Linked DNA regions of Mus musculus: regions 1, 2, 4 and 5 are each linked to region 3. A link is a contact called in public HiChIP or PLAC-seq and promoter capture Hi-C data. All regions are on one chromosome and are shown on one strand. The core of a region is the stretch at or near the end of the contact, and the rest is flanking DNA. Distances in the headings are between cores, read along the strand shown.

Region 1 (2,775 bases), core at 78-2,577, 150 kb before region 3:
CACACCTTTAATCCCAGCACACAAGAGGCAGAGGCAGGGAGAACTGTCAACTCAAGGCCAGCTCAGTCTATAGAATGAGACCCTAATCTCGAAGAAAAAAAAATTTTTTTTAAAGATTTAATTTCCAGAACATATTATTACACGTAAGCATCCATGTTAAATGGGTAACAGCTCATTTCAGTGGCAGTACATACCTTTTACCCCAATACTCAGGGGGCAGAGGCCAGCCTGATCTACATGAACAGAGTTCGCTGAACTAACAGCCCTACAAGGTATACAACGCCTATCCTAGTGCTATTGAATACATTAAAAAAAAAAAAAGAATTTAAAAATGGAAAAATCTAAGCTTGCTACAAAGGAAGAAGCAATCATGCTCACATTCCCGATGGGACAGGCAGATCCTTAACAACAGGAAACCACCCATAGGACAGGAAAAGACTAAAATGGCATCACGGGAAAACATTGGGATAACGGCTTCAGGGGAGGAAGTCTATAGATAGAACTTTCGGGAACACCCGCACTTCGACAGGACGGCAGGGCCATCGTGAGCGGAAGACAGCAAACTATTCAAGGCAGAGCAGAGGGCCCACACAGAGCAACAGCCAAGAGAGCCAACTGCTACAAGGGACAAACAGTGAGACCCAGGGCTGCAGGTGTGGCCTGAGGCAGGGTTTCCCTAGTAGGGCTGAGGTCCTAGTTTCAATCCCAGGGACACAACCGTGCAAGACACAAGGACCAAAAAGTGTCAGTCTGAGGTGAGTGAAAGCTGGTGTGCACACCTATGCTCCAAGCACTCAGAGGACAGGGTTAAGGCAGGGGGATTCCACAGAGAGATGGCCAGAGCACTAGCATTTCTTGTCCTAGTTGGCTCTCTACTGCTGTGATAAAACATTACAACCAAAAGCAGCCTGCGGAGGAGAGGTCTTATCCCATTTTACAGTTTACAGTCCATTAGAGTCAGGACAAGTACCTGAGGCAGGAAACTAGACGCAGAAAGTGAAGCAGAGGCCGTGGAAGACTTCCCCTTCATGGCTTGCTCAGCCTGACTTTTATACAATCCAGGACCCACCCAGGGGTGCCAATGCCCACATCAATCGCTGATCAATCGCTGCCCCTCCAGGGCCACCTGATGGAGGTGGCTCCTCAGTTGAGGCTCCCTCTTGCCATAGAACCTTAGCTTGTGTCAAGCTGATAAAAAGTCCACCAGCATAATAGCAAGCATCCTACAAAAGACCAAATACTGGAAATGACAGAGTCTAAGTGGAAGACTAAGTCAGGGCAGCTTGACCCAAGCCTGGGCGTGTGAGAGCAGGGAGGGAAGGGGAGGGGAGGCTGCTAATGGGTTTCAGGCTCCTTTCCAGTTGTTGGAATGTTCTAGAATCTAGATGATACACAGCACTGGGAACACATAGAGAAGAGGCACAGACACATACACTTTAAAGAGGTGAATTTCACACGTGAAATGCAAAGCGAAGCTGTTAAAAGGCCAAGGATGGAGTAGTTCTTGGTGGGCTCGAACAGAGGAAAATCCAGGACCACAGCCTACTCAGAGCTATGCCCCTTGCTTGGTACACACAGAACTGAAGCCCCAGGAGGCTGCGCTCTGCTAGTCCCCATGTGACAACCACAATGTGCACAAAGCTCCTGCATCCTCAGAACTGTTCTATTAATATACACGGGACACCTGAAACCGAGCTAAGCCAACATCACAAAGCAATTGAATTGTAGGGGTACAGCCCAAACACACTCTGATCAAATTTCAAAGGCTTTTAGCATTTTCCTCAACAGCAATACTAAGTTTATTTGTGTGGAATTCTTTTTAAGTCCTAAAAAAAACAAATTGGATTTGTTCTACTAACAAGTACTTCAAAACACCACTATGGGATATCAGGGGTAACCAGACCTAAGCGACCAAAAGGCTGAGGTGGGTGTGGTGGCATGTGCCCACAATCCCAGCATTTAAGAGCTACAGACAGGAGGATCAGTTCAAAGCTAACCTAAGCTGTACAGAGCTCAAGGCCAGCATGGTTATGGGAGACCTTCTTAACACCCCCCCCACACACACACAAACACATACACACAATCATGCAACAACAAAACCAAAGGGGTGGGGGGCGTGGTGACACCTTTAAGAAGCAGCAAGTGAATCGCTGAGTCTGGGAGCAGCCTGGCCCACAAAGGGAATTCCAGGCCAGTCAGGGCCATCCATGCTCTTTGGAGAGCCTGTCTCTAAACAAACAAGCCAAGCCAACACTGAGAGGAGATAGCTCCACCAAATGCTTGCTTGCCTTACAAGCCGGAAGATCTGAGTTAAATCCCGGAACTCATATTAAAACAAAGCGGGTGTGGTGGCACATGTTTCTAACCCCAGAGCTGGGGTTACTGAGCCGGGCAGCAAGGCAGCCCCCCACCCCCCGAAGCCTGCTGACCAGTGAGAACCCCTGCCTCAGAGACAAGCAAAGGAAATAAGGAGCAGGCAGACAGTGTCTCAGCAACACCACACCACACCACACCAGGCTGTCCTTGGGCTTGACATGCACGTGTGCACACAGACCAAAACAAAAGGACCCCAAACCTCCAAGAACCAGGTGTGGGACAGGGTCATCCCAAGAGAACCACGTACAGCCCAGCTATTCAGAAGCTGAGGCAAGTGCATCATTTGACTTCGGGAGCCTGAATCTGGCTTAGGTAGCACAAACATCAAAGCCCCTGTGTGTCTATGTGTCCTTGGAAATGGAGCACTCAATAGTAACACAGACTCCTTCCTGCTTGCAC
Region 2 (2,700 bases), core at 131-2,630, 220 kb before region 3:
TCTAAGCTGTAATGTATTACAATGTTTTATTTTTAAAATTGCTACTTGAGTTCCAAACTTGAGTTTCCTAATACAATATCAACAACAACAGTAATAATAAATAATAAATTATGGCTTGTGATTAGTACGGGAGTTCCAATAATTTCTAAAGTGAGCCTAAACACACTAACACTATTCATCAGTGCAGCCTTCACAACACTAAAAATTATGAAACTGTATCAGTTAACTCGGAAACGTGTTGACTATGCTCACAGCCTACACTATCTAATACTAAGCAAAGATTCAGGGCCAGCCAGATGGCTCAGTGGGTAAGGGTGCTTGTGTGTCTGTCTGCCTGTCTGTCTGATGTGTCTGGGCACCCATGCCATGGTGCCAGTGTGGAGGTCAAAGGACAACCTTGTGGACTGAGTTTTCTCCTTCCACCTTTAGGTTCCAGACACTGAACTCTGCCTTGCCTACTGAGCAGCTCTTCAACCTAATGATACTGATTTCTTTTTTCTTTCCTTCTCTCTGAGACAGGATCTCACTATGGAGACCAGGCTGGCCTCCAATTCACAGATCAGCCTGCCTCTGCCTCTGCCTCCGAGGGATAAGGCTTTATTCCTGACGGGATATGGCCTGACGGGAGCTTATTTCTACCACTTATTTCTTTACTTTTTTTCTGAATCGTTACACTTCATAATCACAAGCTCACATTGACATATTGAGGGCTTATATTCACTCCCGAAGGAAAGGATGGGTTCTAGTAGAATCCATATTTTGCGAAAATGACGTTGGCTTCATCCTATGACTGAATTCTCTCACCTTCAATTCCGGAAGGAATTTCAAAAGTCCTGACACGGCGAGCGGTGCACGCCTTTAATCCCAGCACTTCGGAGGTAGAGGCAGGAGGATTTCTATAGGTTTGAGGTCAGACTGGTCTACCGAGTGCGTTTCAGGACAGCCAGAGATAAATAGTGAGACCCTGTTGCAAAAACATCAAAAATTAAAGGAAAAAAAAATCCCAAAACGCTCACAAGGGGTCCGCAGCAGACACGCCCACCAGGACGCCATGCCACCAGGATGCCAGTTGTCCTACGCCCCCACCTTGCCCCCCAAATCCGTGGAAGGAGCGTGCGCGCGCACACAAACAGCGAAACTGGCTAGGCTGGCGAGCAAGTGATTATTGGCAGCTCGGCAACTGGTCTCGACTCCGAAGGCTGGTGCTGCCGCCACCCCACGTCCACGGAGGGCTCTCTGCACAGAATGTTCCCAGGACATGCATTCCCACCTCAGCCCCGTCGCCAAGCCCTCACCTCAGCGTTACCTGGGCCGGGGTAGGCGAGCAGGAAGAACTAGCAGGTCCGTACCTGGACTCCGCCGGAGCACCGCGTCGGCTTCCGTAGCAGGCGGAACTTCCTGAGTCCCTTAAAGGGAGGGTGCAGCTGCGGCCTGCGGATTCCACTAATGGAATAAAGCCCTCCGACAAAAAAAAAAAAAAAAAAAAAAAAAAAAAAAAGAATCGTGCAGCAGGCCTGAGTGAAACTGAGAGATTTGCTACTAACCTGCTGCTCCAAAGGCCAAGTGAACGCTAAAATATAGAGTCCCTGGAACAGTCACTGCATCGCTTCCGCCAGTTACATTAATAATGTTGAATAATGCCTTCTACAGTGCTAGACAACTGCAGGGCGGTGTTAAACTATTGCCACCTGCGGATCTGGTTTAGTGGAAGCTCTAGCTGGGTAGCAGGGTGCAACCCTCGCTCTCAAGATTGCTCTCTTCTGAGAAAAAGAGATGGATTCAGGTTCGATTACTGTCAGAACTGGGAGAAATCATAACAGACCACCCACATGTGGGATGATTGACCGCATTGGCCAGAGTCAGGCAAGAGGATGGTCAGAAACTTCGAGCCCCTGGGTGTTGCACTTTCAGGCTATTGGGGCCCTGCACCCTTGTTACCAAGCTGTTGACTGTCCCCTACTTTGGCGTTAAGTCCCTGCTTTTCCCCATTCTTCAACAGGGAACTCCTTAGAGAAGCCGCTGAATGTCCCTCATTTACAGACTACGTGTCTATAACATATAATTTATACATCTTGTCTTGTTTAATCCTCACCAAATAACTCAATCAGGGTAATATCTGATTGCAACTATTACTGGTACATCAAAATACCATCCTTTTATTGCAGGTGAGGAACCTGGGTCATCCTTAAATAGCTTTAGAGCCGCATCCAAGTCTCCCTTTCTTCATCAGATCACAGCCTCTGGCCCATGAGCCTTGTATCTGTGACAGGCAAAAGCTGAAGCAATTCTTTATGATCCAAAGGCCAGGGCTGGGCTCTGCATGTCAGCCATTCCTAAGTGAAATGAAGAATTACAGATACTTTTTATTCTGCCAGCATTAGTCCTCCATGGGACGATAGAAGCATAGTTGTGCAAATAAAGTGTGGAGACCACCTCTTGGATAGACAGGTCCATAACAGTTGTAAGTGCTCACATTTGTGATAAAGTTTCCATAAGCACCACAGTTCTAAACACTTAGCCTGTATTGAGTTAGTTTAATCCTCAAGACACCCTCATGATACACTGCCATCACTACCCATTTTTAAAAAGATTTATTTATTCATTATATATAAGTACACTTCAGACACCCCAAAAGAGGGCATCAGATCTCATTACGGATGGTTGTGAACCATCATGTGGTTGCTGGGATTTGAACTCAGG
Region 3 (2,700 bases), core at 124-2,623:
CCTTGCACTGATTCATCCACCCCCTCCGTAAAGCTCCCCTTTCTTGGTCTCACGATTCCGTTCACGGTTCAGAGCAGGTGACTGTGGCGATTTGTAAAATCGAAAGTAGTAAATTCGAAATCTTTTATGCTAATTTCTCATTGTATGTTAAACGCACAGGGACAGAGACAGCTCTGAATCCCGGGATGATTTTTTTAAAAAACTGAAGCTGTGTACACAGAGCGTGGCATTTGAAGTTGTTTAACCATTGTGTTACCAGAAAGAAAGAAAAAAAAGAGTGCGGCGACGGTAGGAGGAAGCAAAGGGCAACAGAAACTGGGAAAGACAGAAGAGTGCTCTTCCTTTCTCTCCAGCCGTGGGAAGCAACGCTTTCGAGTGCACCGGCGTGTCTAGTGGAGTGTGTGCGAGTGGAGAGTGCGCGCGCAACGTCTGTGAGAGTCTACACCATCCACACTCACCACGTTTGGTGGGGTGGGAAAGCTTCATACCCACGAATTCGGCTCTCACTCCCCTTGCTATGTATCTGTCCGTATTTTCAAAGACTACCCACCCGCGTACTTGTTTTGTTGCTATTTCTTTACATACACGGCCCTGTTGTTGAAGGGAAGAGCTGGTTGGCCAAGGGTCCACCGAACAAAGATGAGGAGTCACAGGCAACACCAAAATTGGGAGCCTTTGATTTTCTGAGAAAACACGGACAGAGATGAGGTTAGTCTCCAATGAGGACTAGGGAGCCTTTCTCTCATCCTCTGAGGCGCACTCAGAAACCTTGTTTTTCTGTCTCCAAATAGTGCGAGAGAAGAGACTCCACAGGTGGGAATGGTGGCCGCCCATTAGGATGCTTCATAGGATGCAGAGCTGAGCTTCGAGAACTAAGCGAAAGCGATACACTTGGTGGAACTGGGGTGGGGGGAACGAGCAAGGAAGAAGTAACAGAAAGAAAGGGACCAGGATCAAGTGGGCAGAGGAGATGGGTGTGCGCCCACGGGGATCTGTGCAAGCGAGGCAGCACGGGTGCGGAAATCAATAAGATAAATGGACCGATCGCCAGCGCAAAGCCAAAGGAAAGTAAGAAATAAAGAGAAAGAAAAGAATATTAAATCGCGGGAGAATGAGAAAATAAACCCGAAAAGGGAAGAGGAGGGGGGCGAGTGCGCCTGTTACGGCGTGGGTGGGGTTGACAAGAATAGAGTACATTATGCAGTTCATTTAGTTAACAAGTGAAATAATGAGGAAGCGTGCAGAGTGAATGCCAAGAGAAAGGGCACAAAAACCCTATTGAGAGGCCCCGGCCGCTCCTGGCGTAGCCCATCACATGGCAATAGTCCTATTTAAGCGGCGCCGCCGGCGTCTTTCAGCACCACTAGCGCTGGCCAGCACCTCGCCCGCTCCGGGAGGTGCCCGCAGCAGCAGCCAAGGTGATTCCAGCCCGGGCTTGAGCCGCGCGTGGAGCCTCCGGGGCCCGGGAAGCTGCGGGTGGCCGCGGCCAGGGGAAGCTACGACAGGATCTGCAGTTCCCTCGGGCTCCAGGGGCGGGCTGGCGGCAGGTGGACCGCGCGCCGGAGCCATGCCGCGCTCCTTCCTGGTGGATTCCCTTGTGCTGCGGGAAGCCAGCGACAAGAAGGCTCCGGAGGGCAGCCCGCCACCGCTCTTCCCCTACGCGGTCCCGCCGCCGCACGCGCTCCACGGCCTCTCGCCGGGCGCCTGCCACGCGCGCAAGGCCGGCTTGCTGTGCGTGTGTCCCCTCTGTGTCACCGCTTCGCAGCTGCACGGGCCCCCCGGGCCGCCGGCACTGCCGCTACTCAAGGCGTCCTTCCCTCCCTTCGGATCGCAGTACTGCCACGCACCCCTGGGCCGCCAGCACTCCGTGTCCCCTGGAGTCGCCCACGGCCCGGCTGCGGCCGCAGCAGCTGCTGCACTCTACCAGACCTCCTACCCGCTGCCGGATCCCAGACAGTTTCACTGCATCTCTGTGGGTAAGCGGGGTCCCCGCGCGAAATTGGGGGGCGGTGGTCCCGGGGTGGGGGGAAGTGAGTGAGCTAGGGATGGGGAAACGGCGCGCTATGGGGGACGGTGAGGATACTCGAGGGGCGCTCACAGTGCTAGACTGGGACCGGACGTAGGAACCGGGGAGAAGCCAGAAAGATCCTGGGGCGAAGGGGAAGGGGTTAAGGCCAGCTTTGAGATGTTCCTTAAAGGGGTGTTAGGGACAACCGATTCCGAGGAGAATTGGAGTCTGTGACTTGGCAAGGAGGCACCCGCCTGTGGAGTGATGAATGGAAGGATGGAAGGGATGTGTGCCTGATTCCAAGGTTGAGGCTAGCCTCAGTTCAGCGGGAAATTAGGCCCAAGGCTCAGAGGTTTGATGATCTCTCTCTCTCTCTCTCTCTCTCTCTCTCTCTCTCTCTCTCTCTCTCTCTTTCCCTCCCTCCCCCCCCCCCCCATCGCCCTCCAGACAGCAGCTCGAACCAGCTGCCCAGCAGCAAGAGGATGCGGACGGCGTTCACCAGCACACAGCTCCTGGAGCTGGAGCGAGAGTTCGCCTCCAACATGTACCTCTCCCGCCTGCGGCGCATCGAGATCGCGACCTATCTGAACCTGTCCGAGAAGCAGGTGAAGATCTGGTTTCAGAACCGCCGGGTGAAGCACAAGAAAGAAGGCAAAGGCAGTAACCACCGCGGCGGAGCTGGGGCGGGGGCC
Region 4 (2,801 bases), core at 152-2,651, 130 kb after region 3:
ATAGACACACACACACACACACACACACACACACACACACTTAAATTTCACATATTTGAGTGTTTTGTTTGCATGTATGTCTGCACATCACATGTGTCCTTGGTGTTTACGGAGGCCAGAGCAGGACACCAGATCCTGGAGTTAGACGCCTTTGCGAGCATCTTTGGGGGGTGGGGAATGTGTGCTTAAAATTGATCTCCAGTCCACTGGAAGAGCAGCCAGTGCTCCTAACTGCTGAGCCATCTCTCCAGTCCTCAGCTTGATTTTATAACCTGGACCTGTGCTCTTCCTCTGTAAGTTCTCATAGGCAGCCATACAGAGGAGTCTGAGAATCCACAGAGTGTCACAGCCATACTGAACGCAGCTGCGAGTGCCTGCTCTGTCCTGAGACCACCCTCCTGACCGAAGACTAAGAACAGTCTCAAGGGCAGGTGACTCCTACCCTCTGACTTTGTTCCCCAAGGGCATGTCGGGTTTATTCTCAGAACCCATAGTAGCCTATGAACAGGGACTATGTACCTTTGGACCTTCGGCCGCTGTGCCATCCTGAATAAACCTCTACCCCCTCTTCTCCCCACCCTGTGGCCCACTCTCCCCAGAAAACATTGCTTTGCTCCCATTTTACTTCTCTCTGCAAAGAGTCTTGGGATCTAAATGAATGCATCCTTGTCTGGTCCAAACCGGCCCTTTTTTTTTGAAAATCGCTCAGCGCTTCCCGTTCCTCTCTGGGGTCCCTGGGAGGTCCTCGCTATCCTCTCTTTCATCCAGGGCATTGCCAAAGTGGGCCTTCAGCTTCTGAGTCACCAAGGCCTTTGCCCTGTTCCCATTCTTGACCTCCAATAGCCCTGGCCGTCCTGGAACTCGCTCTAGATCAGGCTGGTCTCGACCTCAGAGATTGTCCTCCCTCTGCCTCCGCTGTCCTCGGCCATCCATGCTACCTTGCCCATCCCGCCCCCATGTTCTTGTGTCCACCTTCAAGAGACTAGCGTTTGAAAGGATGTCTACTGATCCTTCTAATAATCCCGGCTAAATAACTGAGTAAGGAGGCTAAAGTAATCTAAAATATTTTTATATACAATATTGAAAATGACTTCGCGCACACGGTCCTGAAGTCTTACCTGATCTCGGGAGAGCATCAATAAAGGCAAAAAAGTGATTTTCTAAGTCTTCCAAGCCAGAGAATGGACGCTGGGACCAGACAGCAGCGGCAATCAGAGGGCATTTCTCAACAATGTTCCCAAACACATCCACAAATTCTCCGAAGTCCATGGAATTGACCTTCACCATGTCCATGGCTGATCCTGGACTGGAGGCAGTGTTCTGCCCTGCCTGTGGTCCGCTCTCATCGAGCGAGTGAGCTAATTCCTCCTCATGGGTTGTGTTTGCTGAACACACATGCTGGCCCTGTGCAAGGGCAGCTGACCCTGGTTTAAATATCTCTGGGAGGAGCTTATCCAGAACGGTCCTGCGATGAGAAACACAGGTTTAACTGTTTTGTTGGTGGTAGGGGTAATATGTGTGCTGGAGACAGAACCCAGGGTCTCACGCATGCTCGAGGAGCACCCGAATACTGAGCTATCCGCCACCTCCGCTTAAGGCTATGATCAGGAGAGCAGAGACTTCTGCAGAAAGAATGATTCCACCCGAGGCATTGCCATAACAAGAGGTGGCGGCGGTGGCCGTATGTAATGAGACAGACACTTGGTGCCATTACCATCTTGTCTGTGTGCACGTATGCTTTTACCTGCATGTAATCTGTGTACCACATGCAGACCAAACAGGTGGCCCTGTGACCTGCCTGGATTACCAGGACAGTGTCCTCAGGGACAACCCTGGTTCTGTCCCCAGCACCCACACGGTAACTCACAAGCACCTCATCTGTCCTTGCTGTTGCTCTAGAGCACAGGCACTGCGTTTTAATCTTTCTTTGAACTCTAAATGCTTAACACCACATAGACTTAATTAGTGTAAACAGAACAGGGTAAGGTGCCTCTGGTGGAGTGTGCTATCTTCTCTCGTTTAAAAAAATATTTTTTTAATTAGGTGTATTTTGTATGTGTACAAGCGTGTGTGTGTGTGTGTGTGTGTGTGTGTGTGTTTGTGCCCAAGAAGAGAGGGTTGAATCTGCCTTCCAGGTTCTCACCTTGAGTTCTTGGCTTGGATTCTTTCAACAACAGCCTATAAACTATAAACTGAAACAAACCTTTGCCTTCCCTAGATTGTTTTTGGTAAGTGTTTTATCACAGCAGCAGTTTATCTAAGGCTGTTACTGGTGGTGTTCTTCACGGGGTAGGGGTGGGGTGGGGGATGGAGGGGGGAGCGGGGAGGGGAAACAGCCTAGAAAAGATTAGAAAGACCACAGACCACAGCAAGGGGGTGGGGTAGGGGCATGCGCCACAAAGAGAGGCGCCCCTGCCCTAGTGTGTGGGAAGGAGAGGGGCTCTGATCTCAGGAGAACTCAGTGTGGGACTAGGAACAAGCACGAAAAGCGCTCATTATCGCGAGTCCAGAAACGATTGCACCCTGGACAAATTCTCCCCAAAGACGCCTTGTTTTCCTTTCGCCCAATATTTGCCCTTCTAGGTACCAAGGGGCAGTAACAAGTCAAACCTGGTGTTTGACACTCTGTTTCGGAAACTGTGGTGCTCGGGCGCCCCCTGCTGGTACAATCACTATAAAGCACTGCTTGAAGGGGTGGCCTTAGCCTACAGGCTAAAGGATGTTAAAGGGGGTGAAACCTTGTAAAGTTTTCCCCATCCGTATTGGCATGTCAGCCGGTGATGTCATTATACAGGTCTGGA
Region 5 (2,700 bases), core at 98-2,597, 210 kb after region 3:
TGCATTAATAGAGCCTGAAAAGAAAAGCACGCCACGCCATGCGTTTGAGATGTCCCTGTGCATCAACTCGCTTAAGAAAGGTACAGCGTTCTCCCCATCCTTTTCCTTTATAGCCTACATTTTTTAATTTTATCATCTTTTTTTTTAAAGTAATTGGAAACCGTTTCTGCTCATTTAATGTTGCAAAATGTTTTCTCTATTTGTCACGGAAGGTTCAAGCCAGAATCCTAAATGTTGGAAATGAAGGGGAAATAGGCCACTGGGCAGACTGAGGCCAAGCCAGGAGTGCCTCAGAAGGCTGCAAAACTAGGGCAGGGCCTGATCTCCCCCCACCCCCACCCCCGACTTCTAGAACTGTCTCCAACTCCAACTCAATCCAACCCCCTTGTCTTCCCAAACAGAAAGCTGACGCGAGACCGATTAGAACTGGGCAGAATGGGGACTTTCCCCCCTATAGTTAGTTACTATTTTCAATCACAGCTATGCTTCTACCCGAACAGGCAACTTGGGAGAGTAGTCCTAGGAGTCCTTGAAAGTGTCACTAGGGTTTAATCCTAAAATAAGAAAAGTATGGAGAGGGGAAGGGTAGCTAGTTTTTAAATTTATAAATCTGTTTTGCATAGTATTTCCAAAGTAACTAGCCACTGAGTGAAGCGAAAATTGGTACAGGTGGGGGTCGTTAGCAGGGATGACCGCTCTAGCAGAGGATGCTCGCAGTTTTCCCATTAGTTTGCTCTGTCAGCCTACATCTCAAAGAGGTGAGAACGCACCGGCTCGAGAATCTATAGTACCCAGAGGTCGGGTCAGGGAGTCTCGGGCCACCTGCGCTGCTGAAGAAGACTCTCAGAGGCTGACGGAGCATCCAAGCCCAAGCCCAGGCGCGGTGGCCTGGGGACTGAGCTGCAGAGGAGCGCTGCGGAGGAGGGTGAGGGCAGGGGTGGGCAAACCAAAGCCAAGTTCACCGCTTGAAAGGGGGGACGTGAAAGAGGGGAGTGATGCGGCGGCGAGGGGAGCGCGCGGTGGGTATGAGGGAGTGATGCGCGCTCGGCCGGGGTGCAGAGGGGGTGAGGGGCCTTACCAAGCAGCAGCAGCCGCCGGTCGCTGCGCTGCGCCAACGCCCGCATGGCCTCCGGAGCGCGCGGTAGCCAGGCCGCCGGCCCAGCCTGTGATGCGGTCCCAGCGGCGCGCCCCGGGCTGCAGGTGGCTCGCTGAAGGATGCGCGTCACTGACCACAGATTCCCTCGGACTGGTGCAGAGCAGAGGGGGAGGAACCTCTCTCCAGAGGCCGCGGCCGCTCGCTGCTAGGCGGGCTGAACTGGCGCAGTGCTGCAGCCGATCCCACGTGCCCGCCGTGGTCCCCAGCCTGCGCTCCTGGCACCGGGACTGCGGCAGGGGAGACTGGGTGCGGTTCGGCTGGGGAAGTTGCCTGGACTCCGTGGTTGAGTCCCCGGACCTCTGCTTTAAACTCCTAAGGGTGAGAAGAGTGGTGACACACAGACCTCCTTCTTCATGCGCGGGGATCTTTGATGTCCCGTGATGGGCACTGAATCGGTGCCATACACTGGTAACCCCGTGAGTTTTATTCCACATCTGGTAGATCTGCATTGTGGACTGATTTTCTTTGTCTCCCTGTCCTTTCTTATAGGATGTCCAAGATTCCCATCCACCTCCGACCCAGAAAAGCAGACGCGGTTTCAAGGTCAATAAATTAGAGAGGTTAAACAGACACCCAAACAAATTAGACCGTGCACCTCAAAGGATGTTTGGAGTTGTCACCTCCTAGTTCTGGCTTTTAGTCTCATAGTGTCTCTAGGTAACAATTATTTCCCGTGCATCAAGCTGAATATTGAAAGCACAGGATAGCAGCCCTGGCTTCCCCATGAAGGAACCCTCCTGAGCCATTTGTCCTCTGTGTCCTAGTTCTCTCCCCATAATGACGTCAGTAATATCGCTCCATCACAGCAGTCCTCCGCTCCTCATTCTTTTCATCGTTTTTCTCTTCAGGCATGACCCCTGAGAGCATACAAGCACACTAACAACACTGTTTCTCCTCCACTCAGTCCACAGCACTATCAGCCTTCCCGCTAGGGGAAACTTCAAAGTGACGTCCTCCGGGCAGCCACTGTGGAAAATGACATGGGCTTGGTGCTTTAGGCATTTTAAGGTCAGGTGCCCGACGCATGGATTCCACTTCTGGAATTGCAACAGGAGCATGAAGAAACATTCCAACATTCCTGCACACCACAGTGAGACTGTCCACTGATCAGCGGCCAGACGGAGAAATATACATATGTAAAGCAGCACATTTCATCTTTAATAGGGAGGGCAATTCCCACACAGCTACCTCTCCAGCCTATTCATGGATCTTTTTTTTTTTTTAATCATCTGATAGCTTTGTGGGGCTAGAGATGTAGCTCACCGGTAGATTGCTAGCTTAGCTCTTGCAAGGCCCGGGGTTATATCATCAGCAAGAAAAAAAGTAAAAGAAAAAGAAGAAGAAAAAGAAAAAGGGAAAGAAAAAGAAACACAGACCCAAAACCTTCCAGGTGTGGAGAGTTCACTCTCCGAGACATGTGGTGCTCAGGCTGCTGAGATGTGTATCTGTGGTTATCGGTTATTCATCTGGAACCAGAAGACAAAGCTTAGGTCCAGCCCATCCCAGGACAGTTCTCAGAGGCCAGCCTTCACTTGGGAGATCAC

The links. Promoter capture Hi-C pulls out the DNA fragments that hold promoters and counts their contacts. HiChIP or PLAC-seq counts read pairs in DNA pulled down with a chosen protein or histone mark.
Region 1: an H3K27ac HiChIP or PLAC-seq map of cardiomyocytes shows a contact between it and region 3, with 4 times the contacts expected there. The contact joins the enhancer-like site here to the promoter of Gsx1 in region 3. A contact is called at or near these places in 5 of 115 datasets of contacts at active chromatin or transcription factors (astrocytes, cardiomyocytes, embryonic forebrain and 2 more).
Region 2: a contact with region 3 is called in a promoter capture Hi-C map of second pharyngeal arch cranial neural crest, with 7 times the contacts expected there. The contact joins the promoter of Mtif3 here to the promoter of Gsx1 in region 3. A contact is called at or near these places in 17 of 39 promoter capture datasets (the 3T3-L1 cell line, 3T3-L1-derived adipocytes, the HPC-7 cell line and 11 more), 13 of 115 datasets of contacts at active chromatin or transcription factors (craniofacial prominence, embryonic basal ganglia, embryonic forebrain and 10 more) and 5 of 9 other capture datasets (adipose tissue, embryonic stem cells, liver and 2 more).
Region 4: a promoter capture Hi-C map of embryonic stem cells shows a contact between it and region 3, with 10 times the contacts expected there. The contact joins the promoter of Urad here to the promoter of Gsx1 in region 3. A contact is called at or near these places in 20 of 39 promoter capture datasets (the 3T3-L1 cell line, 3T3-L1-derived adipocytes, the HPC-7 cell line and 11 more), 1 of 15 datasets of contacts at CTCF or cohesin (stem cell-derived epiblast-like cells), 27 of 484 Hi-C or Micro-C datasets (LSK cells, cerebral cortex, cranial neural crest and 10 more), 7 of 115 datasets of contacts at active chromatin or transcription factors (embryonic hindbrain, embryonic stem cells, microglia and 2 more) and 2 of 9 other capture datasets (embryonic stem cells and pancreatic islet).
Region 5: a promoter capture Hi-C map of embryonic stem cells shows a contact between it and region 3. The contact joins the promoter of Flt3 here to the promoter of Gsx1 in region 3. A contact is called at or near these places in 2 of 39 promoter capture datasets (embryonic stem cells and hippocampal neurons), 1 of 484 Hi-C or Micro-C datasets (embryonic stem cells) and 1 of 9 other capture datasets (pancreatic islet).

Annotation. Positions count from the first base shown.
Region 1 is chr5:147,035,689-147,038,463 of GRCm38.p6, forward strand. All of the region lies in intron 2 of Lnx2 (ligand of numb-protein X 2), which reads right to left. Among named protein-coding and RNA genes, the nearest start is that of Lnx2, 39 kb to the right of the region's middle. Within about 2 kb of position 1,328, at least 26 of the 459 cell types and tissues checked have an H3K27ac peak or open chromatin away from gene starts, as enhancers often do. A contact at or near this core is called in cardiomyocytes, where this site is marked.
Region 2 is chr5:146,962,417-146,965,116 of GRCm38.p6, forward strand. Mtif3 (mitochondrial translational initiation factor 3) reads right to left here and starts at 1,381. Exons shown (of 4, transcript NM_001256102.1): 1 at 1,307-1,381.
Region 3 is chr5:147,187,323-147,190,022 of GRCm38.p6, forward strand. Gsx1 (GS homeobox 1) reads left to right here and starts at 1,374. Exons shown (of 2, transcript NM_008178.2): 1 at 1,374-1,976; 2 at 2,456-2,700. The coding sequence starts at 1,568.
Region 4 is chr5:147,321,039-147,323,839 of GRCm38.p6, forward strand. Urad (ureidoimidazoline (2-oxo-4-hydroxy-4-carboxy-5) decarboxylase) reads right to left here and starts at 1,402. Exons shown (of 2, transcript NM_001039678.2): 1 at 1,119-1,402. The coding sequence starts at 1,293.
Region 5 is chr5:147,399,142-147,401,841 of GRCm38.p6, forward strand. It overlaps Flt3 (FMS-like tyrosine kinase 3), which reads right to left and starts at 1,348. Exons shown (of 24, transcript NM_010229.2): 1 at 1,079-1,348. The coding sequence starts at 1,124. Gm26597 (predicted gene, 26597) reads left to right here and starts at 413. Exons shown (of 2, transcript NR_165432.1): 1 at 413-758; 2 at 1,646-2,700.